6 separate regions of the Mus musculus genome follow, and regions 2, 3, 4, 5 and 6 are each linked to region 1. The links are chromatin contacts, called in public Hi-C, HiCAR-type and promoter capture Hi-C maps. All regions are on one chromosome and are shown on one strand. The core of a region is the stretch at or near the end of the contact, and the rest is flanking DNA. Distances in the headings are between cores, read along the strand shown. Region 1 holds the start of Ist1 (increased sodium tolerance 1 homolog (yeast)). Region 2 holds the start of Nfat5 (nuclear factor of activated T cells 5). Region 3 holds the start of Kars (lysyl-tRNA synthetase). Region 4 holds the start of Nqo1 (NAD(P)H dehydrogenase, quinone 1). Region 5 holds the start of Adat1 (adenosine deaminase, tRNA-specific 1). Region 6 holds the start of Tmem170 (transmembrane protein 170).

The links. Promoter capture Hi-C pulls out the DNA fragments that hold promoters and counts their contacts. Hi-C and Micro-C count contacts between places; a contact is called where the count stands out from the background. HiCAR-type assays count read pairs that join an accessible place to other places. Capture Hi-C pulls out chosen DNA fragments and counts their contacts.
Region 2: a contact with region 1 is called in a promoter capture Hi-C map of pre-B cells, with 6 times the contacts expected there. The contact joins the promoter of Nfat5 here to the promoter of Ist1 in region 1. A contact is called at or near these places in 4 of 39 promoter capture datasets (the C10 cell line, cranial neural crest, hippocampal neurons and 1 more), 1 of 484 Hi-C or Micro-C datasets (B cells) and 4 of 115 datasets of contacts at active chromatin or transcription factors (astrocytes, bone marrow-derived dendritic cells, embryonic forebrain and 1 more).
Region 3: a Hi-C map of B cells shows a contact between it and region 1, with 10 read pairs. The contact joins the promoter of Kars here to the promoter of Ist1 in region 1. A contact is called at or near these places in 1 of 39 promoter capture datasets (liver), 1 of 484 Hi-C or Micro-C datasets (B cells) and 1 of 9 other capture datasets (liver).
Region 4: a HiCAR-type map of astrocytes shows a contact between it and region 1, with 4 times the contacts expected there. The contact joins the promoter of Nqo1 here to the promoter of Ist1 in region 1. A contact is called at or near these places in 4 of 39 promoter capture datasets (cranial neural crest, frontonasal cranial neural crest, hippocampal neurons and 1 more) and 8 of 115 datasets of contacts at active chromatin or transcription factors (astrocytes, embryonic forebrain, embryonic hindbrain and 5 more).
Region 5: a contact with region 1 is called in a promoter capture Hi-C map of liver, with 2.1 times the contacts expected there. The contact joins the promoter of Adat1 here to the promoter of Ist1 in region 1. A contact is called at or near these places in 1 of 39 promoter capture datasets (liver) and 2 of 9 other capture datasets (adipose tissue and liver).
Region 6: a Hi-C map of CD8 T cells shows a contact between it and region 1, with 4 times the contacts expected there. The contact joins the promoter of Tmem170 here to the promoter of Ist1 in region 1. A contact is called at or near these places in 1 of 484 Hi-C or Micro-C datasets (CD8 T cells) and 2 of 9 other capture datasets (adipose tissue and liver).

What each region holds. Positions count from the first base shown.
Region 1 is chr8:109,691,213-109,694,873 of GRCm38.p6, forward strand. It overlaps Ist1 (increased sodium tolerance 1 homolog (yeast)), which reads right to left and starts at 2,082. Exons shown (of 10, transcript NM_028018.2): 1 at 1,972-2,082.
Region 2 is chr8:107,291,747-107,295,407 of GRCm38.p6, forward strand. It overlaps Nfat5 (nuclear factor of activated T cells 5), which reads left to right and starts at 1,724. Exons shown (of 15, transcript NM_018823.2): 1 at 1,724-2,152. The coding sequence starts at 2,080.
Region 3 is chr8:112,009,727-112,013,387 of GRCm38.p6, forward strand. Kars (lysyl-tRNA synthetase) reads right to left here and starts at 1,628. Exons shown (of 14, transcript NM_053092.3): 1 at 1,484-1,628. The coding sequence starts at 1,542. Terf2ip (telomeric repeat binding factor 2, interacting protein) reads left to right here and starts at 1,633. Exons shown (of 3, transcript NM_020584.2): 1 at 1,633-2,416. The coding sequence starts at 1,756.
Region 4 is chr8:107,401,169-107,404,829 of GRCm38.p6, forward strand. Nqo1 (NAD(P)H dehydrogenase, quinone 1) reads right to left here and starts at 2,037. Exons shown (of 6, transcript NM_008706.5): 1 at 1,898-2,037. The coding sequence starts at 1,904.
Region 5 is chr8:111,990,230-111,993,890 of GRCm38.p6, forward strand. It overlaps Adat1 (adenosine deaminase, tRNA-specific 1), which reads right to left and starts at 2,073. Exons shown (of 10, transcript NM_013925.5): 1 at 1,952-2,073; 2 at 1-183. The coding sequence starts at 144. Kars (lysyl-tRNA synthetase) reads right to left here. Exons shown (of 14, transcript NM_053092.3): 14 at 3,210-3,477. The coding sequence ends at 3,379.
Region 6 is chr8:111,874,828-111,878,488 of GRCm38.p6, forward strand. It overlaps Tmem170 (transmembrane protein 170), which reads right to left and starts at 1,848. Exons shown (of 3, transcript NM_025781.2): 1 at 1,676-1,848. The coding sequence starts at 1,808.

The sequences.
Region 1 (3,661 bases), core at 832-3,331:
CTTTTTGGCCTATGAGGGCACCATACATACATGTGATATGGACGAACATGCAGGAAAACATGCATATACATAAAAGAGAAGGCTACTAGTGCATAGGTGGTTCCCAGCATGAGAGACACAGGCAGGAGGATCATGAGTGTAACCCAGCCTAGACTACACAACAAACCTGTCCCAATAGTATCCAGATGAAAAAAGAACCAACTAATTACTGTTAACAGGAAGAGCATGCCATCTAAATAGGTGAGTTCACCAAGAAAACACAACTGTAACTCTGAATGCCTCTCATGAGAAAAGATGCAAAACACATGAAACAAAAACTGACATGCAGCAAAAAGAAATACGACAATCTAGTTATAGTTAGAAACCTCAATATACCCCTTTGGCAATTCATCAATCTAGCAGGCAGAACACCAGAAAAATAACAACTGTGGTACTGGCTACTAATGAGTTTGTGAAGCAAACAGTTGAGAGTGCCAACTTAAGGAAGAAGGAATTTCAAACTTTGATGTGTGTGTGTGCACGTGTGCATATGCATTTGCAAGGGCCACAGTACAAGCGTGGAACAGTTGTGGGTACTCTTTCATGCAAGTACCAAGGATCAACTTATACCAGGCTTGGCCACAAGGGCCTCTAAATGCCTAGCCACCACATGAGCCTTCCTCCTCGTCATTCAATCCAGCTCCTAGCCTACCTGGTGCTTACTTGCAGAGGACCTGGGTTCAATTCTCAACACCCCCACGGTGGCTCACAACGGCCCAATAACTCTAGTTCCAGGGGATCTGAAACCCTCTTTGAACTCCACAGGCACCAAGCACACTCATGATGCAGATATGCCTGGGACCCTAGATAAAGGGTCTAGGCAAAACACCATACACATAAAATAAATATTTAAAGAAAAAAAAAAGGAAACCTCGTTATCAGTAATTTAAGGGTTCCACATGAAATAATTTTCATAGACTACACTTCGTTTTGGGAAGTGTTGGCACTTTAAACCACAAAAGGTTACATATAATTGGGACCTGATCCCGATTAGAGCCTAAATTAAGTGGATCAGAGTCTACTTAAGGACTCTAGAGGCTCGGGTCTTGTTAGAAACCAGAGGCACAAGAAGAAAAAGAGAAAGGCTACGAAAGTAATCAGGGGAAGAAAGCATTGTTTTTATCAAGTGAAAATGTTAAGAAGCCGCGTGACTTAAACACAAGGATGCGGTGAAGTTCCCCCACGAAGGTCAAAAAACCTTGAAGGGTGTGAGATGTTAACAAATGTACCGACTAATATTTTACTAAGCTGGAAAAAGACATGCATATGGAAATGGAAAAGTCTGACTGAAACAATGAAACACAGGTTGATTGTTTGATGGAGGGATTATACTGTTTTGTTCTCGTAAGAACAAAAAAACAAAAACAAAAACAAAAACAAACAAAACCAGAACAAACACCAAGAAGGCACAACAAAAGAAATGACAGTCTCCTCCCGGGAGCCATTCAACAACAACAGACTGTACACAATAAGCCCCCGTAGCCTCCCCCTGACATCAGTCGGCCGCAGCCCTGGTCCGGTCCGCATCCTAGCTCAAGTTCAAGGTCCTGAGGGCCACGCCTGACCCCAGGACCCGGAAGAGGAGCGCTCCCTCGGGCTCTCCTGGTCTGACTCACCCCGCAGCAACCGCGGCGGTGGGGACAAGGCCTCCCTCAGGGTCCCGACCCGACCGCACTGCAGAGGGGTGTCTCCTCAGTGCCCGGCTCATGCCGGGGGCAACAGCGACGCCAGCACCTGTCTAGGCGGTCCCACCTCCTCCCACGGCCGGAGCCCGACCTCAGGCCTGACCCCGACTGCCAGGGCTTCCCCCGCTGACACGGCGCGGACGGCTTGTCCTCACGGTCCTACAGACTAACGCTGGGGTTCCGTAAAAGCGGGACGTAGATGGAAGAGGGAGACAAAGATGCTTAGGTCTAAGGAGGGCACGCTCACCTGGAGGGATCCGGACGTGAAAACGGAAGAAGCCGACTTCCGAGGAGCCGCTCGGCATCCAAAATGGCGACTCCCTCGACCTCCCCACCGCGGACTCGAGCGGAGGAATCCAAGGGGGCGGTGTTAGCCACGCCCTACCTAGCAGGGATTGGCTGCGCACACAACAAGGGGCGGAGCGAGGGACTATTTCCCACGGCGGAGGCGTGGGACCTGACTTGTGACACTTAACGTCACGCAGTGGGTTGAGTCATTTGCTAAGGGCGCGCCTTGCAATTTGCCCCGGGCGCGGCGGGGCGGGTGGAGGCTTCTCCTGGATTCTGTGCCCGGTACCCTTGTTCCAGATTCTTCCAGCCCCTGGAAAAACCGGCTGCAGACTGTCTCGCAAACGCCCGCGGATCCGAGCGGAGTCTGGCTTCCCCACTTAGCTCACCGGTCGGTCGGTCGGTCGGTCGGTCGGTCCTGGGACTCCGACCTCGGAGGGATGGTTGGGCGAGATTCAGCGCTGTGGAGCCGACTTTCCTCCACCGCCTCTCTTTCCACCGACACTGTCCGCCCCGCACCTTCACTAATGTACTCTGCACAGCCTCCACTCTCGCTCTTATTTTGTATCTGTATTCAGAGGCTTTTCTGGGCTTGAAAGCGAGAAAGAGCCTTCCTGTTCTCTGGCTCTTGGCCCTGCTATGAGGCCACAGCTATCAAGACCAAAACTGTGGCTTGTCTTGGGTCAGTGGTAAAACGAGGACTGCAGGTTACTTTGGGAGGATAATATGAATTGAAAATAACTGGCTTGTAACCATGTGCCGCTGTTCAAAGCTCCAGGATACTAGGACCTTAGAATTACACAATATTTGGTTCCCATAAAATGTTCAGATCGTTCCCCCAGCAAAATATTTGCATAGAAAAATTGTAGTTCTGCAATGAGATCATGACATTTGTGGCTAACACTTTCTACACACACAGTCCCAACAACAAAGTACAATGATAGAAAAATTTCCCCTGAAGCACAAATTAGTTTATTGGGCTCATTTACAGACCATAGGTGACAAGTCACTTAACAAGCAAGTGAGTAATCACTCTCCTTCAAATAAGCTTGCACTGGAAAGTATCCAGTAGAAATGAAGGCTTCCTGGCATGGATGGAGCCCACTTCCCTACTGCTCTCCAGCCCACACTCTAGCCCCTCCCCAGGCTACACGTAATTAGGGCGGAAGTACGTTCAACAGCTGGTATCGATTGCAGGCATACCCAGGTGAGGGTTCCAAGACCCTCTTGGCCCCTCCTTCAAATATGATGATCTTTGGGCACAGCTACATTCCTGAAGATGGCTGTTGTTTGGCTCCGATGATAGAAAAGTATCGCAGCACTTAAGGGGCAGGTTGTTCATATTTAAAGTGCCTAGGGACAACCCAACCGAAGGTGCGAATGTGTGTGGACATTGTTTAGATACAGTTTCAAACTAACCAATCCTTTTTTTTTTTCAGATGAATGTCATTAGATAATAAAGGCATACATATCAGATATTGTTATTTTGTATAAAATCTTTTCATGTAAGAAATGCCTATGTGTATAAAGGTAAAATGGCAGCCATAAAGCTTCAGTTTGTTTGTTTAATGGTGATGAGGACTGGAGTGTCCTTGCTAGCTTTATTATGTTTTCAGATACTGAAGTCAGGGCTGAAGAAATGGCTCAGT
Region 2 (3,661 bases), core at 474-2,973, 2.4 Mb before region 1:
TGTATCAGATGTTCAGATGAAAGGATAGGTGGTTTCTGATAACACAAATGTAAATTCTAGGTCTGTAGGTTAAGCTTGCTAAAGGGCCCACCCCAGAGCTGCCTGCACTGGGGCCTCCCTTGCTCAGAGACTCTTCCCCAACTCCAGCATTCCAAGTCACAATAAAGTGCCCAAAATCACAGAGGCAAAACTTTGTTAGGGATTTATATGGGTACATCCGCAGGGTTTTAGGATTTGTGACCAGCTTTGTAGACACAGTAACATACATCAAGGCATCTTTAACACCTGAAAAACACTGCCCACGTGGCTGTTGGCATCAAAATCCCACACAGAATTAAAAATTATTTTCCAAGATGCGCACCCTGTGCTCAAATTGATATTTTAATAACTCGATTAAAAATTTCCCAAAAGTCTATTAAGAGTCAGGAAACAGTCTGTGGTGGAGGTGAGGATGTGTTTTTGCAACGGAAACTTTTAGCCCCCGAGAACAGAGCAGCCAAAAAAATCTCATTTACATGTTTTCCCTCCATTCTCCCTTAGCACAGTGAAAAAAATGAAAACCCGTGTGGAAGAGTATGTTTGCTTACTTCTCTCCCCCTACCCCACGCACGCGTGTGCATTACACACAAGCCATGTGGACTCACATGATCCCATTTTTAAATTGTCTTTTATTTTCCACTCCGGAGTAAATTCGACCATTCACTATCAGAGACATCATTATACATAAACTTAAACAACAACAACAACAAAAATCAAAGCCAGGCATGGTGGTACTCTTCTGTAATCCCAGCATTCGAAAAGCTGAGTCAGGAGAACTGCCCTAAAATTGAGGCCAGTCTAAATCTACACAGCGAATTGCAGGCCAGCTAGACCTACATAACAAAATCACCTGTCTAAATAAATAAATAAATGCAGTCGCCGTAAATTTGGTGTGGTGGGTAACGTGGGGGGAAAATATTTTCATTAAAAAGAATCAATAGCCGAGCATGGTGACTTCTGACCGGCAGGGGCAAGCACAGCTCTGTGAGTTTGAGGCCAGCCTGATCTACATAGTGAGCTCCAGGCCAGAGTGGGCCAACAGAAATCATCAACAACAAAAAAATCCACGAACAGGAACAACAACAACAAAATCCACAAACAAAACTTGGTAACTCGTGATGGTGGTGGTGGTGGTGAGTATGGCTTGCCCTTTCTTAATTAAAAAGTGAGTCTGATAGCCCCTTGACCAGCTCACTGCAGACACTGCTATGAAAAACCCCGAAGGGCCCGGTTGCTGTCCAAGCTGTGGAACTCCATTCCCCAGTGCTGAGCTCCAGCGAGCGGGCCTCGATCGCTGCAAGTCCCTGGAGGGCTTTTCCCCTCCTGGCTGACATCCAGGTCCCCCAGGGTCTGTGTCCTCCTAAGTACACCACGGAGCAGGGCCGGCCGCCTCAGGCTCGCCGCCACCAGGTCGAGGCAAAAAAAAAAAAAAAAAAAAAAAATCTTTTCCCTTCTCAGGGCCCCAGAAGCCAGGCCGCCTCCCTCCACCCTCCCTGCTGGCTGGCGGGGCCCTTTCCCAGCCCGGGATCAGCAGCGGCCGCAGCAGCGACGGCAGGAAGCGAAGCCCTTGTTGATGCTGTTCCGTGGCGCGCCTGTCCGCCCTCCGCCGGCCGCCAGGCTCTTCCGGGCTCCCGGACCTCCCCCCCTCCGCGCGTGCGCAGTGCCCCACGAGGGGGCGGGGCTCAGATTCCTGTCAGCGGCGCCGGCGGTGGCGGCGGCCGTCAGTGTGCGCTGAGGAGAAGCCCGAAACGGACCCGTTTGGCTCTCCCTCTTCCCCTTTCCCCGGTCCGAAGCTTCTGGTCTCTGGACTCACCGGGAGTCAGTTCTCCACTCCGCAGAGCTGTTCCCTCCACTCCGCCGCCCTTCTCATCGCTCGGCCGGGTGGGAAGTGACTGCCCTCGAGGAGGAGGAGGAGGCAGCGGCTGCCGCCCTCGCCTCACCGCCCCCGGTTCGGTGCCCGCGGATCCCGGAGAGGAGGTGCCGCCGCCACCGCCGCTCCCCCCCTCCCGCTGCCCTCGGGCCGGGCTGGGTCGAGCTGCGATGCCCTCGGACTTCATCTCATTGCTCAGCGCGGACCTAGACCTGGAATCGCCCAAGTCCCTGTACTCGCGAGGTGAGTCAGATGGGGGGGTGGGGGGGTGGGGCGTGGGGGCGGGGAGCGCGAGCGCGCGGAGTCCCGGGCTGGGGTGGGGGGGTCCCCCGTCGGGGCCGGGCTCGGGCGGGCTTGCCCCTCACGAGAGTCCTGGGCTGGCCGCGGAGGGCCAGGGGTGATCCCGGAGCTGCCGAGCGGCGCCCCCCTCCCCAGCGCGGCGCGGCGCGGCGGCGCGGCGGGGGGCTTAGGGTCCGCGCGCCCCCCAGAGTCCTCTGCGGTCCCGGAGGTTCGCAACCTGCCGGTCGGCGGGTCCGGACTCCACCACACTCGGCGGACTGCCGGCCCAGTCCTCCCCCGGCTCGGGAATCACCCCACTGGTCCCGCTGCTGGGGACACCGGGGAGGGGGGGTGGAATCGGGGCGCCGCGGCTCGTGTCCCCCGGACTCTCCTCTTTGGCAAAGTTGCCCCACGCCGGGCTGCGTGGCCCCGAGGGGCTTCGGAGCTCAGGGTCACCATTTTTTTTTTTTTCTCCCTCTGGTCTTGTTTGTGCGCGGTCGTCCTACTCCCCCCCCTTCCCCGGCCTAGTCCACTCCCTCCCCATGTCGGGACGGCCCCCCTCGGCCAGGCGTTCTTCCTTTCCTCGTCATCTTCTTGCCTGGAAAAGGCCCCAATCTTCTTTCTCTCTTTCCACCTCCGTGACATTCTAATTACTTCTCTTTTACAAAGATAGGGATGCCCTCCTTGGAGTACTTGTATTCCTCTCCCTGGAGTACCAGGCTCGGGCACAGTCCTGCCCTTTGAGAAAAATTCTCTTCTGTTGCTGTTCAAGGGCTTCGTGCAGAGAGGAGGCAATGAACAGAAAATCCCATTTAAAACTACTTTGGCTAAGGCCTGCAGGGGATTCCCAGCATCTAAAACATTAATACTTGAGGTGATCTCTGCTGGGGTTAAATTCCTACACTGGACACCACAAGAATGTGTCAGAACAGGTTCCCCTTGCAAGGGGTATCAAATCAAAAATGCCCCCATCTGTACTCATTTCTTATACCAGTGGAAGGAGGCTAAAGACAGTTCTTTTATATTTTTTTTTACAAATAAACCATGGTGAACCCTTTTCCCAAGAAATCCAGCATTTCTCCTATTTTTTTGGTTTTACAAACCCACCAGAAAATTTCACCTCTTTGGGGTAGAGAAGGACTAAGCCTGGTGTTAATGTATTTATATGAAGTGAATCAGAGGGATGTGGTTTGCCCTGGAAGGTGCTAGACTTTATAGACTACAGGCCATTGTCTGTTGCTTTGATGAATTTAGTTGGCAGTCACTATCCTGTAGGATGTTTTTCAGATATTACCTAAAGTAGCTTAGAAATATTGTAGTTTGAAGTGTCAGAAAGAAGAGAAAATATCAAGAGATGATCCTTAGAATAGGGCTAATGCACAATTGGATGCTAAAAATAGTCAAGACAGTAATACCATTTGGGCAGTAATCATTAGATAATTTTCCATGAAACAAATGCTTTATCAAAATCTA
Region 3 (3,661 bases), core at 378-2,877, 2.3 Mb after region 1:
GTGCATGGAAGCAGCCATTAAGCCACACCCACAACCGCTGGGAACTCCCATTTTCTCATAAACCCAGGGCCGTAGTTTCTGACTTGGAAATGTGGGCATGAACATTTCTCTTGCAAGATTACTACTGAGATTAGACAAAGTTTGTATAGTGCCAGCGTGGTGTTTAACGGGTAAATTAAAGTCAAAGGTATATTTAAGAAAAGTAACTTGAGGGCTGGGTGTGGTGGTGCACACCTTTGATCCCAGCACTAGGGAGGCAGAGGCAGGCAGATTTCTGAGCTCGAGGCCAGCCTGGTCTACAAAGTGAGTTCCAGGACAGCCAGGGCGCCAGGGCTACACAGAGAAATCCTGTCTCGAAAAACCAAAAAAAAAAAGAAAAGAAAGAAAGAAAAGTGACTTGAAAGCAGCAGTAAGGCTTCCTTAAATTACCTGAAAACTGAGGTACTTTCTTTCGCTTGTGACTCAAAATTCCAACTACTGATTTAATAAACTCACCCATCCTCCGCTAAGGAATCCACTAAACTGCTCACACAAAGGACAACCAACCAGGGAGCCTGCAACCCATAAATTTAAACATTTTCTTTAAAATCCTTCTAAACCACACAAAGCAGAAACACAGCCATAAAAAGGAAACCCAGTTATTATCTAGAAGGTTTCTGGTATTTCCCTCGGGGATCAATAAGGGGATTTATTTATTGCTAGGGTACTAACGAAAGCAGCCATGGTATGTGACAGCTTAAACTAGTTATTTCCTACAGCTTTGGAGGGTACTATGTAGTTCCAGGCACTAAGAAGACATTCAAGTCATTGCTAGTGTTCTGTGGGTCAAGTGGACTAGAGTGTAGTCCTAAAAGCAACCAGTTAAAGGGAGGGTAATCTTATCTGCCTACTCAATTCTGGGATTTGGAGTGTTTTACAAAGATACCCCCAGCAGTGCAAAGGGAGCCTGGTGTATCCCGCTAAATAAGGCCACTTGCTCCCGTGTCACAGATCCTTTGAGTGACACATATGGGTAGGTACACTATTGTTTCAGAACGTACCCCCTTTTAACACCCAAGGTGCAGAATAACCTTGGATAGGCCAAGGATAATGTAAAGGTTCTTCTTTTAAGAACAAAGATATTTAACCATTTTCCAGTCTATCCGTTGGGGGAGTGGTTCAATTAAAAGAGCATTTCTTAGAAGGTAGGGAAAAGTTAGTTTCACTTTTCTTTGCTACCATTCCCGGTTTCTGTGCTGGCTTTCCCTAGGTATGCTCGTCCCTACGGCTAGGACCAGGGAACCCATCAGCCACGCAGTTGATCCTCCTGGGGCATCCTGGAGGCTGTAGGTTCTACGGCACTGCATCTCTGTCCCAGCATGTGCTCACCCACCGGAAAAGACAAGAGGGACCCCAGGCACAGTCGCCTTGGCGGGAAAACTCCAGGCACTTCCCATCGGAACACTGCAACAAGAGACACTTAGAGATCTTCAACGACACTTACTTCTTGCTTAGTTTCTGCTCGCCATCCACTTTGACTTCACTCTCCTGCAGCGTGGCCATCTTCCCCACTGGCCCGACCCAGAAAAAAAAAAATTATGACTAGCGTAGAACTAGAACTTCCAGGTCGTGGCTCTAAGTCCTGCCTCTTCCGGGAAAGAGGGCGGGCCCTCGGCCGGACTCTCGCTGCGCAGGCGCAGTGCTGGGCTCCTCCGGCGGAGAGTCCGTCTTAGTGGTGTCGTTTCTGCGCTTTACTTGTACAGCGGGGCGACAGGTATGGCGGAGGCGATGGATCTGGGTAAAGACCCCAATGGGCCCACTCACTCCTCCACTCTGTTCGTGAGAGAAGACGGCAGCGCCATGTCGTTTTACGTGCGGCCCAGCTCGGCCAAGCGCCGGCTGTCGACGCTCATCCTGCACGGCGGCGGCACCGTGTGTCGGGTGCAGGAACCCGGAGCCGTGCTTCTCGCCCAGCCCGGGGAGGCGCTGGCCGAGGCTTCGGGCGACTTCATCTCCACGCAGTACATCCTAGACTGCGTGGATCGCAACGAGAAGCTGGACCTGGAGGCCTATCGGCTGGGCCTGACGGAGCAGGCGTCCGATCCGAAGCCCGGGGCTTCCACCGAGGGCTCCACGGAACCGGAGCCGCAGCCCCTGACCGGGCGCATCGCCTACACCGACGCGGAAGATGTGGCCATCCTGACCTACGTGAAGGAGAACGCCCGTTCGCCCAGCTCGGTCACAGGCAATGCCTTGTGGAAAGCGATGGAGAAGAGCTCGCTCACGCAGCACTCCTGGCAGTCGCTCAAGGACCGCTACCTCAAGCACCTACGGGGTCAGGAGCACAAGTACCTGCTCGGGAACGCCCCGGTCAGCCCGTCCTCCCAGAAGCTCAAACGGAAGGCGGAGCAGGACCCCGAGGCCGCGGATAGCGGAGGTGAGGCCGGCACCTTCGGGGCTCCGGGGGGCGGGGCTGCCTGCCTGTCAGCGAGCGTCTTTTTGGGCGCCGTGGGTGGCATAGCTCAGCCCCTCTTCTCTGTTGAGGTCCGAAGCGAAAGTGCACCGTTTCCTCTTATCCCTTGTTTTCTGGTTTTAATTTGTCTTTTCATTTAACTTTTCCTTCCCGTTGACTGGATGTTTGTTCGTTGATGGATTTGGGTTTGGGAGGGCGGGGAACTTGAGTCTCTTCGCTGTGTCGCCCAGGCTGTCCCCAAACTCTATGCCTGAAATATTCTCCTGCCTTCGGAGTGACTGAGACTACGGAACAGTAACTAGTTTACAAAAACGGCTCTGTGTTCAAAAGGAACACAGTACAGTATATATGGAAATCTTCTACCCTTCCTACCCACCATACCCAGGAGGTAACAGGGTAACCTGTTTCTGTTTTCAGAAATTTCAAAGATATTTTCCCTTCCCCCTTTTTCCTTCCTTCCTTCCTCCTCTCCTTTTCTCCTTTTCCTCCACCTCTTCTTGCGCCTCCTCCTCCTCCTCCTCCTCTTCTTCTCATCCTCCATCTTTTTTATTTGAGAAAAGGCCCCTGGCCGTTCATTTTAAGATATTGCCTATATTCTGGTCTTACTCAATATAAACTATGTGAATGGCATGGCAGGTCAGTTTACTTTCCGTATTTTGGCTTAACTGAATGTACTTCTATATAAAGAGGAAAGTTGCTTTGTGGTCTTCTTAGGTGAGGTGAATTTCTAAGCACTTGAGGTTAAGATCTGGCTGTGATTAGTGTATAGTACAAAGGTGTCGCTTTTTTTACTTAGGTCGTGTTGTAAGTTTGTTTTTTGAGACAGCCAGGCTGGCCTCCCAAGTCTAGGCAATCCTCTTACCTCAGTCTCTAGAGTGCTGGAATCACACAGCTGAGCCACCATGCCTGGCTAAGATATCTGCCTTTTCTGTAACCAGTATTGACAGCTTAAATGGCAGACATTTTTGACTTTAAGGCATGCTTTCTCCATTTGGGCTGTGTGTGTGTGTGTGTGTGTGTGTGGGGAGGTAAAATCTATTTCTCTAGTTCAGCATGCTTAAAGAGCACTGAGTGCTCTTCCAGAGGTCTGAGTTCACTTCCCAGCTCACAGCCATCCTTAGTGGGAGCTGATGCCCTCTCCTGGTGTGTCTGTAGACAGCTACAGTGCGCTGTCAGTGTGCCAGTCTCTTGCTCTCCAGGTTCCTGAGT
Region 4 (3,661 bases), core at 787-3,286, 2.3 Mb before region 1:
TTGGTGTCACCCTTGGGCAGGTGCCACTCACTGGGTTGTGTGAGAGAACAGGTTGAAAAGGTCACAGAGAGCAAGTCAGTAAGCAGAGTTCTCCTGCTTCAGTTCCCACCTCCAGGCTCCTGCCTCCATTTCCCTTGGTGACGAACTAGGACCCGGAACTGTCAGCTGAAACCCACCCTTTCCTTCTCCGCTTGCTTTTGGTCGGCGTTTCCTCGCAGCAACAGAGAGCAGACTAGGTTGCCAGTATTACAGCCTATGGGCGTCATTTTTCTGTTTTACTTTTTATTTTGTCAATCTTCTACTCTAATTTGTAAATTAAATTTAGCCTGGCCTGGACACACACCTGCACTGGGGCGCAGAGGCAGGAGGTTCAGGTGTTCAAGGTCAGCCTAGACCAAATCGAGTTTGAAGCTAGTCTGGCCATAATGAATGAGTGGATGAACGGATGGATGAATAAACAAACACTGAACTGAACCGAACACAAGTGTGGGAGTGTAAGATAAATATGATAATGCTTGTGCTCTGTGCTGTCTGCGGCTGCAGTGGAGGGGGCTTGGAACATTTATCCCTCATGCATAAATGGAGACCGAAGCAGACACAGCCTTACCAGCTGTTGAAAACCCTCCCTCGCTGGCTCTCCCAGCAACTCATCGCAGAGCTTAGAGAACACTGGGATGACCCTGTACAACGGCAGAAGCATCCTTCCCTCCCTCTGTGCTTTTAGCAAGGCGAGATCCTGAGTGCATTTGCAGAGTCTGAAATAGTTTTAAAGGGAAAGGAACTCCAAAAAGTTAAGTCCCGCCCCAACAGAGGAAACACCTAAACCTAATTGCTGCCCAGAACTCAGAGCCAGGCCCTGTTGGGAAGTACTTAGCCCTGGAGGCTACTTGGCCAAGAACGCAGTAGATGCCAGTCAAACACTAGACAATAATGTGGTGGTAACTGCCAAGGACTCTCCCCTGCCTTCCCCTGGGCTGATGGCAAAGTGAGGAGACTGTCACAAAAATGGACCAATTAACAAATCGGATTTCCTGCTCCAGGGTCACAGTAGAAACTTTCCAGAGCCAGGTAGACTGGAATTAGGCTCCGATTCTGTTACACTCCTTCTCAGCTACGCTCCCTGTACCCATCTCCACATCTTCCCGTTTTGTTTCACAAAGTGGTGATACCCCTTTTAAAAATCTGCGGTTTGGTTTGTTAGTTTGTTTGAGACAGTCTCTCTTCATTATGTAGCTCTGACTGTCCCGAAACTGGATCTATAGACCAGGCTACCTTGGAACTTAAAAGAAATTTGCCTGCCTTTGCCTCCAGGGTGCCACCAAGCCCAGCAGTGGTCCCTGTAAATTGCCTGCTTGCATTTCTAAATGTTAGCAACGTATTTCCAAATGGTTAAATACTATCTGGCCTAGGTTGGGGATGTGCACAGAGCTCAGGTGGTAGAGAGTTTGTCTAGTATGCAGGAAGTCCTGGTTTCAATTCAATTCCCAGAGCCGTAGAAATCAGGCGTGGTGATATGCACTTAGAATCCTGGCACTTAGGCAGTGGAGGCAATAAGACCCCAAGTTCAAGGCTATCCTTCACTATACAGCAGCTTTAAGGCCAACCTAGGACACATGTTACCCTTTTTCTAAATAGTCCAAACGCGGTACAGGGAGTGGCAGCTCTGTTAAGGAACGGTGTAGAAGGGGCAATGCTAGAGTTGCCCACGGGTGAACTTGGGCTGCAGAATAATCTGCATCGCTGGTTCTGAGAAGAAGTTCTCCTTCCAGAGACTAACCGAGGCTCATCCAGGTTCCTAACCACCTCACTTTTCCTCTTTGAGGCAAGGAACAAAACTCACAGCCAGCCCCTACATCCTCCTCAGAGTAAATCAGACTGGAGTTGGCGCCACACTCACCCGCCATGGCTCCAGATGTTGAGGGAGGATCGTAATACCGAACGCTGATTGGCTGAGCAGCTGGTTGCCAAGACGACCCTAAAGCTCTTCGGAGAGATCCTTAGGGCTGGCTACAGGCTAGGCTAGTAAGAGCTGAGCCTTGGGGTATGGGCTGAGCGAAGGCTTTATATCCTGCTTATGCCCGCCCAGCCCACTGTGCAGAGCAGCCAGCGAGGGCGGGGCTGGACTCCAGAACCCAGAGGCATCTTGGGAAGATACCAAGTTTTTGGCAGGGAGAAGCAGTTTGGGGCTGGACTAGGACTCCTGTATATGGAAGTCAAAAGGGTTCCCCGGGAGCAAGGGAGTGAGAGAGAATTTGAGGATATGGGGACATATTGAATAAATTCATCTGCTCCCTGTCCCAAGACCTCCTGGGTACAAAATGGAAATTTCCAACAGAATTTTTCGAGCTTCGTGGGACCTGCCTACATAATCAGCCTGTGTAGATTAGTCCTCACTCAGCCGTGGGAAGTCACCTTTGCACGCTAGGGGAAGGGTGGGGCAGCAAAACGGATGGGCTCAAATTTTGCCGACTCACTGTGACTCTAGACTGAAAGTTCAGAGAGACTTGTCCTCGTGTGAAATGAATTCGTGCTGCGTTCTGCTCTTAGAAACTGCAAAAACTGCTCCCTGGGTATACACACTTGGGTCTCCTCAACTTTGCCCCCGGTGACCAGGTAACGGGGAACTCATCTGTGCGACTCTCTAGGAAGCCAGAGCAAAGCTGGCAGGAGACAGCAGCCACAGGGAAGTGTTTCTCTGTGTAGCCCTGGCTGTCCTGGAACTCACTCTGTAGACCAGGCTGGCCTCGAACTCAGAAATCCACCTGCCTCTGCCTCCCAAGTGCTGGGATTAAAGGAGTGCGCCACCACGACTAGTACATGCTTTTAATCCCATCACTTGGGTGCCAGAAGCAGGCAGATCTCTGAGTTTAAGGCCAGACTGGTCCACATAGCTAGTGCTAGAACAACAGCCAGGGCTACATAGGTGAGACCCTGTCTCAAAAACAGAGAAAGAAAGAAAAAGGGTTGGAATAAAGACCCTACATGTATGTGTGTGCCTTGGTCAAGCTCCCAAAGTAGGGTAGACATTATAACAGATTGCCATCATTAAAAGAGCTCAACTTTCCTGTTATCTGATAAATTCTGACAGTGAGGGAAAGACACACGTGCAGTCTCCTGTGGTGACAGGCTAGTGACAGCCCTTGTGATGGATCTCAGTGGAGTCTCATTCCGGTTAGGGCAAAGCCGAAGTAACACAATGGGCTATAAGAGGGAAGAAAGAAATATCAGCTGCAGCAGGCAAAGAGACCAAGGACAATTTTTAAAGCAACGCACTTCCCAAACAAAGAAAAGGTGAGAACTTATTAGGGAGGCAGATTCTTGTTCCTATGGGGGAGGTACTTTGGGGAGGGTACATTCCTGCACATGCCCAGTTTGCACCACAAAGCTTTATCTGGAAATAAAAGGATACCCTGAAGGTTTCTTAACACAGGGACCCTTGACCCTTGAAGGCTTGGCCTTGCTTAACTACTACAGTTGAAGATACGTGAGACCTCATTTCAAAAATCAAAAATAGGAGCTGGGGATATAGCTTCATCAGGAAAGGCTATCTGCTTTCTCACTGGATGCTGTGTGACCAGGCAGCTTCGTCTGCGATGTCAGACTCTCCTCTCAAACAACGTGCTAAAGTAGTTTCCACAGGCTGCTTCTGTCTCAGCATCAG
Region 5 (3,661 bases), core at 823-3,322, 2.3 Mb after region 1:
ACAAGCTTGGTTAGCTGAAGCCTGAATCTTCACCACAGCTGCCAGCAAGGTCCACTCACGATTTGGCTCAGGCTTCCCCTGCTTGGGCAGTCTGACGTTATAGTGTGCATAGCACAGCTGAGCGATCTCATCCGCGGTCCACATAGGTGGAGCTGGAGCTGAGGCCACTATAGAAAGCCAAATCTATCAGAACAGAAAGGAGAAACAGCGTAGTAAGATAGAACCTCACTCCAACACTCCAGCCATCTCTAGTGAAGCCCCACGGTGCTCAGACTAAGGTTGTTTTTTTTTTTTTTTTTTCTTATTAACCTCCCTCCCTTCCCATCTTTAATGAAGAGTGAAGCCCAGGGGCCGGGCGTGGTGGTGCACGCCTTTAATCCCAGCACTGGGGAGGCAGAGGCAGGTGGATTTCTGAGTTCGAGGCCAGCCTGGTCTACAAAGTGAGTTCCAGGACAGCCAGGGCTACACAGAGAAACCCTGTCTCAACAAACAAAACAAAACAAAAAACAACAAAAAAAGAGTGAAGCCCAGAAGACAAGCTATTTCTTCAAGATCAACACAAATGATAAGTTAATGAATGTGGCCATTCTATGTTTTACACTGTCCTCTCAGATTTCAGCTTGCTTTGGGCATGTTAGCACCTTACAAGGTTTCTTTTGAGACAAATGTTCTTTTCCTCCGTTTCTAATCTACCTCACTCCAGCAAATTTCCAAAGTCTCTCACTGAAAGCTCTCACAGCAGCTGTGTTTAAGGGTGTGGGCATGGAGTTATACTTTCTAGGTTTCAATCTCAGTTTTAATACAGATGAACTGTGTGATTCCTGGGTAATTAGTTTTCACATCTGTTAAAACATGACTAATAGTATTTAACATTTTTTTTTCTAGACAGGGCTTTTCTGTGTAACAGTCCTGGCTGTCCTAGGACTTGCTCTGTAGACCTGGGTGCCCTGGAACGCACAGAGATCACCTGCCTCTGCCTCCTTTGTGCTAGGATTAAAGGCACGTGCCACCTAGCTAGTATTTAACATCTCTTATAAATACTTAAAAAGGCAAATGTCTATATACTGTGATTAGCATTCAGAAGATACAACATTTGGTGATCTGGGAAATTTGTATTGGTGGCAGAAGAGAAGCAATGTAACGGGCACACCAAGCCACTTCCATACAACCTAACAGAACATTATGCAGATCAGATCTGAAAGAGGCCTACAGTTGGCAGAAGAAATTCTCTCACTCTTGGCTGTTAGCGCTCACTGGATATAGCTCGACTTCAGTCGATTATATAAAAAGCTCCGTAGATGAGCTCACGCGATGGCTAGAGATGGCAGAGCATTTGTAGAATAAACAACAGAATTGTTTTTTTTGTTAGTTTGTTTTTTTTCTGAGCTCTGATGCGATGTTTTGGCAAGGTATTTCTAAGACTTCTGCAAAATGCAGGCACATTTTGCAGTAAATGGTAATGACTATTCTGGCAGGGGCTGACAGAGATTGTAACTTTCAAGTCTAACGCAGAGAAGTCTTGTATTTCTAGAAGGAATCCCAGAATCCTGTTAGTTCCTGATAGGCATCACAGAAGTTTATTTTATGAAGGTAGCCATCTGCCATTAAATTCGAGGTACACATTAGAACTACAAAACAAGGGGACGAAGCGGTCCAAACTACATCACGTCATTCACGCAGTTGTCGAACGTTTCGATATTTTGGGTCCGCTGTAATTCATCTCTACAACCCCAGGGCTCCTTCATACGAAGCAGCTCACAACAGGTATTGCTTTGGCTAAAAATAACAGTGCAAAGGTTGAAAAAACAAACAAACACTTCTTTTCCCACCCTTCCTACCGCAGGGCTGGAGAGCCTAGCAGGGCTGAGACCCCTCCCCGTGGGAGCAGTGGACACAGGTCCTCACAGTCTCCCCCCACCGCCCTCCCCTCGGCCAACTGTGTAGAGCTAACCCCGAGACGCCGATCCGGAGTCCCTCACACCCTATTATCCACGCGCCGCAACCTCCACGCGATGCCCCTCTACCGCCACGCTCGTTTAACCAGGTTGCGCAGCGGAAGTGACGCCCTAGAGGGCCGCTCCGGTCAAGCTCTGCCCGCAAAGCACGCTGGTCTTTGTAGTCTGTGGGAACGGTGCAAAGGGGAGGAAGCCGCCTCCGCAGCAAAGACCGACTTAGCTCGCATCTCATCAAAATTTTGAACAGAACTATAAGCAGATCCTCTGACAGTTTCTCACCTCAGTCATGGGCTTGGATGACCTGGCCCTCACTCATTTCTCTCATAACCCATTGTTATTCTTCAAATCGTTTCTTTTTTTTTTTTTTTTTTTTTCGAGACAGGGTTTCTCTGTGTAGCCCTGGCTGTCCTGGAACTTACTCTGTAGACCAGGCTGGCCTCGAACTCAGAAATCCACCTGCCTCTGCCTCCGGAGTGCTGGGATTAAAGGCATGAGCCACCACTGCCCGGCTCTTCAAATACAGTCTTATGGACATATATGCATGTATATATTTTAAAAGATTTATGTGCGTGTGCCTGTATCAATTGTCAATTTGTGCACATATGTGCATGCAAATGCCCAAGGCAGCTAGAAAAGGGTATTGGGAACTGGATCACGGTTGCAAGCTGCCTGACACACGGGTGCTGGGTACTGAAGCCTGGTCCTCTGTAAGAGCATCAATCCCTTGCAGCACTGAGCCATGTCTCCTGTACTGCAGTCTAAGTCTGCCTCCAGCCAAAAGGAACCTGCACTGGATCTGGTCTGGTTCTCCCTCAACTCTGCACTCAAGCCCTAAAGAAAATAAAAGGGATTTTTATGGAAGAAGTGACTTGACTTTTGTTCTCTGGTTGTTTCCAGTATTTCAGCACAATGGCTCATACTGAATAGACAGACATTAATATACATTTATTAGAGATTCTGACTGCAGGTGGGGCCGAGAAGTTGGCTTAGGAGTTAAGAGCACACCCTGCTCCCATGGGGCTGACCTTCGTTTTTCAGCCTCCGTGCTGGGCAGCTTACAGTGCCTGTAACTCTGGCTCTAAGGGACCCAACATCTCTGGCCTCAGGGCACCTGCACTCTAAATGCACACACACACACACACACACACACACACAATTGATAATAAAAATAAATCTTAAAAAGAATACAATGACAGAGCTCTAATTAGACCACTCATCAGACCAGCAGCCCGGGGGAGAAAAAGTAACACTGCATGGGTAAAGAGAGAAATGATTTATTTGGTAACGAGGAATAAAAAGAACTTCTTTAGTTCTTCTCTCTTGTGGAGGTTGGACTGCAGTGGCCAGATGGACGGCGCCACACAGGAATCGCTCCCTCAGACCAGATCTGCTGAGATGCAGACACCATAGTTGCATGTGCCTTCTAGACAGAGGGGCTGGCCTCTGTGCTCTCTGGGGTTTCAGTGGTCGCTGCAGTTTCCTTCTTGTCCTCTGGCTTCATGGCAGGAAACAGAAGTACTTCCTAGAGAAGAGGAAAGAGAAGCACTTCCTGAGAAGAGCAGAGCATCTGCCGAGGTTCAGAAGCACCAGGAGCCGGGCTCAGTGGAACTCAGGAGGCGGGGGCAGGCAGACCTCTGCGACCCGACTTCAAGGCCAGCCTGGTCTCCATATGGTTAAGTTCCAGGACAACCAGACTATGTAGTAAG
Region 6 (3,661 bases), core at 598-3,097, 2.2 Mb after region 1:
GGTCAGATAGCCCAGCCACCTGTAACTCCCGGCCTCTGGCCTGGGTGGGCACCTGTACTCACATCCACACACCCAAACACATGCATATATTTAAAATTTTTTTTCTTTTTTCTTTTTTTGAGACAAGGTTTCTCTGTGTAGCTCTGGCTGTCCTGGCACTCACTTTGGAGACCAGGCTGGCCTCGAACTCAGAGATCTGCCTGCCTCTGCCTCCTGAGTGCTGGGATTAAAGGCGAGCGCCACGATGCCCGGCAATTTTTTGTTTTTAAGAAAAAAGCTATTTGGTTGACTAGAGAAAAATTTAAATAAGGCCTATTTAAATAACATCCCTTTATCCGTGTTATGGATTTTAGAAGTGATCTGACTTGGGGGCACCGTGACAGTGACAGGACACACATCCCTGGTTCAGAAGTTTTGAGCTCAAGAATCCTAATGTCTCGTCTTCCGCAGTGCAGGAAGTTAAATTGTGATGTGTACACACATGCACATTGATGTGACCAAGGCTGTAAAACCAGAATAGTCCTGCTTTGCATGAGACATCCATCAACACCAGCCAAATATACAACTGTGGCCCCATAATCTAGCCTACCATCTAGGCCTACCTAACCCCACCTATGATGGTCTCACAAGTGCCTAATGAGCCTCAGCTTTTAAGTAGACATGTGACTTTTACCACCCGAACTAAGCATATGGGTACTTGTTATTCTCTGTTTCGCCTTCTCAGGTTTGGAAATCTCCTTAATAGTTGGGAGAGAAGTAAGAAAATGAGTTAGAACAGACTCACTGAATCCTAGGAAAGAAAGAACCCTTCATCTTTTGGAGAAGGTCGCCAGAATGCTGTGTGTCTGTGTGTTTACTTATTTGTAATCACTTTCAGATTTGTTTGTTTATTTATATATGTATTTATTTGTAATCACTGTCAGGTGGGACACTAGTACTTCTGGAAACAATCTGAACTCCCAGACTCTTTTCTTGTGGGCAGGATCACAAGCTAACATCTTCAGCTGCCACAAAACAAAAAGGCAGCCACCTTGTCAGCTACTACACAGGCAGGTCCCAGGTGTCCACCGAGAGGCGCCTGGCAGTCGCTGCCCAGTAGATGAGACTCACAGGTGTCTGGTCGAAGGTTGCAGTCAGCAATCCCACCCGTCATCCTCTTTTACAACGTCACTGGGTTAGTTTCTCTTTGCGGCAGTGTCCTAATACCCCTACCCCCCCACACCCCACCCCACCCCCGCCTCTGTCGTCTTGCCTTCAAAAACCCAAAGCAATCATGCCCTCCCCTGAGGGCCTTTATTAATAACCTCAGGGGATCATTCTCTTCTCCACAACTTTCTGAATTGTAGCAGTTCTACAATGTAAATGTAACTTTAAAAGCCCTCCTGGCAGAAGGCGGCGAAGCCCGGGTAAGAGCTAAGAGCAATTTAGAAGTTCTGTCTTAAGTTCTTCTAGGTGCGGGTGGGGGAATCCGCAACAGGTCTGAGCAGGCTGGTGGGAAAGTGGGTGTAGGACAGAGTCAGAGGACAGCGTCAGCACACAGGCTCTCAGAGGAAGGATACTAGCAGTCACTAGGACTGGACAGCCGTCGCCCCAAGTGCGATTCCAGGGCTGCCTCGGCCTCGCCCTGGGAGGCAGGCGACAGGTGCGCAGTGCGCAGGCGCGGGGCGGGGCGTACCTGGGAAGGAGCAGAGCGAAGTGGAGTTGGGGCACAGGGTCCCGTTGCCCACCCGCGGCACGAGCTTCAGGCTGAGGATCTGCTGCAGGAGCCCGGCTGAGCCGCCGCCACCGCCGCTCCCCTCGCGCTCCATCCCGCCGCCATCCACCGCCCGCCGCGCCGCGGAGTACCGCACCTCCGCAGCCACGGCGTCACCTTTGGCCGGCCCTCTTCTCCCGCCCACTCCAACGGCGCTGCTAGAGTAATCGTTTCTCCTTCCAATCACAGGGCGCCGCAGATGGAGGGGGCGGGGTAACGGTTGTTCCCGCCCCCTGGCGCTGCGTTCGATTAGAGAAACCCACGGCATGCTGCGCCCCTAGTGGCAAGTTTCTTCTGCTCCATCTGGGTGTGTTGGGCTCTGCCCTCTTTAGTGCCACCTTTAAGTAGGACAAGTCCGGTGAGATTGCTCAGCGGGTAGAGGCGAGGTGTTTGCCTCCAAGCATGAAGGATTTGCCTTCCATCCCTAGGACTCATATGGTGAAAGGTGAGAACCAACTCCCATGGTTGTCTTTTTACCTTCACATACACATAGACTCACATACATTTTAAAATAGTATACAAGGATACATCACCAAAAATAAAAATTAAGTGACCACTAGCCTACTCAAATTTCTCTGTAGGACTGAATATGTATTGACAGAGAACCAGCCTAGCTGCACATCCCTAGATTCCAACCCCAGTTGCTTAGCCTGTCAAAGTCTATAGGTTCGCTGGGCGGTGGTGATACGTGCCTTTAAACTCAGCACTCAAGAGGTAGAGGCAGGCAGCTTTCTGAGTTCGAGGCCAGCCTGCTCTACTGAATAAGCTCCAGGACAGCCAGAGCTACATAGAGAAACTCTGTCAAAACCAAAACCAAAGCAAATACAAGACAAAACAAAAGACTGTAGGTTCAACTTCCGAACAACCAACAAGCAAAAATAAGACTTTTTAAATGGACCAAAACAGAGGCAGGCGGATTTCTGAGTTCGAAGCCAGCCTGGTCTACAAAGTGAGTTCCAGGACAGCCAGGGCTATACAGAGAAACCCTGTCTCGAAAAACCAAAAAGAAAAAAAGGACCAGAAATTCTCTAAGTCACAGAAGTTGAAACTTTTAGGAGCTGTGACCTGAGTTCCATCTCAGGAGCCCACGTGGTAAAAGAGAACCCATAACTGCAAGTTGTCCTTTGACCTGCACAGGTTCCCACACACATATGGCCATGGCTCTCCCTGGTTGTAAACTTGACGACGCCTGGAATGAACTAAAACCGCAATGGCTGGCGAAACCTGTGAGGGATTTAAAGTAGCAATACCTATAATCTGGATCTTTGAGGTGGAAAATCCACCTTTGATCTGAACCACGCCATCTACCGGTTTGAATATGCTTAGCCCATGCGAAGTGTGGCACGTATTAGGAGGTGTGGCCTTGCTAGAGGAAGTGTGCCACTGGGTAGGCAGGCATTGAGGTCTCCTAGTGTTTAAGCTCCACCCCAGTGCGGAGGAGACAGTTTCTCCTGCTGAGATTCTCTCAGCTCCCTCTCCAGCATGCCTGCTGCCCTGCTTCCTGTCATGATGATAATGGACTGAACCTCTGAAACTGTAAGCCAGCCCCAATGAAATGTTTGCCTTTATAAGAGTTGCTTCGGTCATGGTGTCTCCTCACAGTAGTAAAACCCAAACTAAGACACTGGCATTAGAACCTATTTAGAGATTCCAGTGTATACTGAAAGACCAGCGGGGTCATCCAGCCCCATGGACTGAACAACTCCTGGACTCTGGGCCTTCCATTAGTAGACAGCCATTGCTGGATTAGCTGGACCACTTCCTGTAAGCCACTCTATAAATCATATATATACATATATATATATATATGATACATTCAATAAATAATTTAACATATTCATTAATAAATATAAATATTTAAGTTCTCTCCCTCTGCAGAATCCAGACTAATACACATATATAATAAAT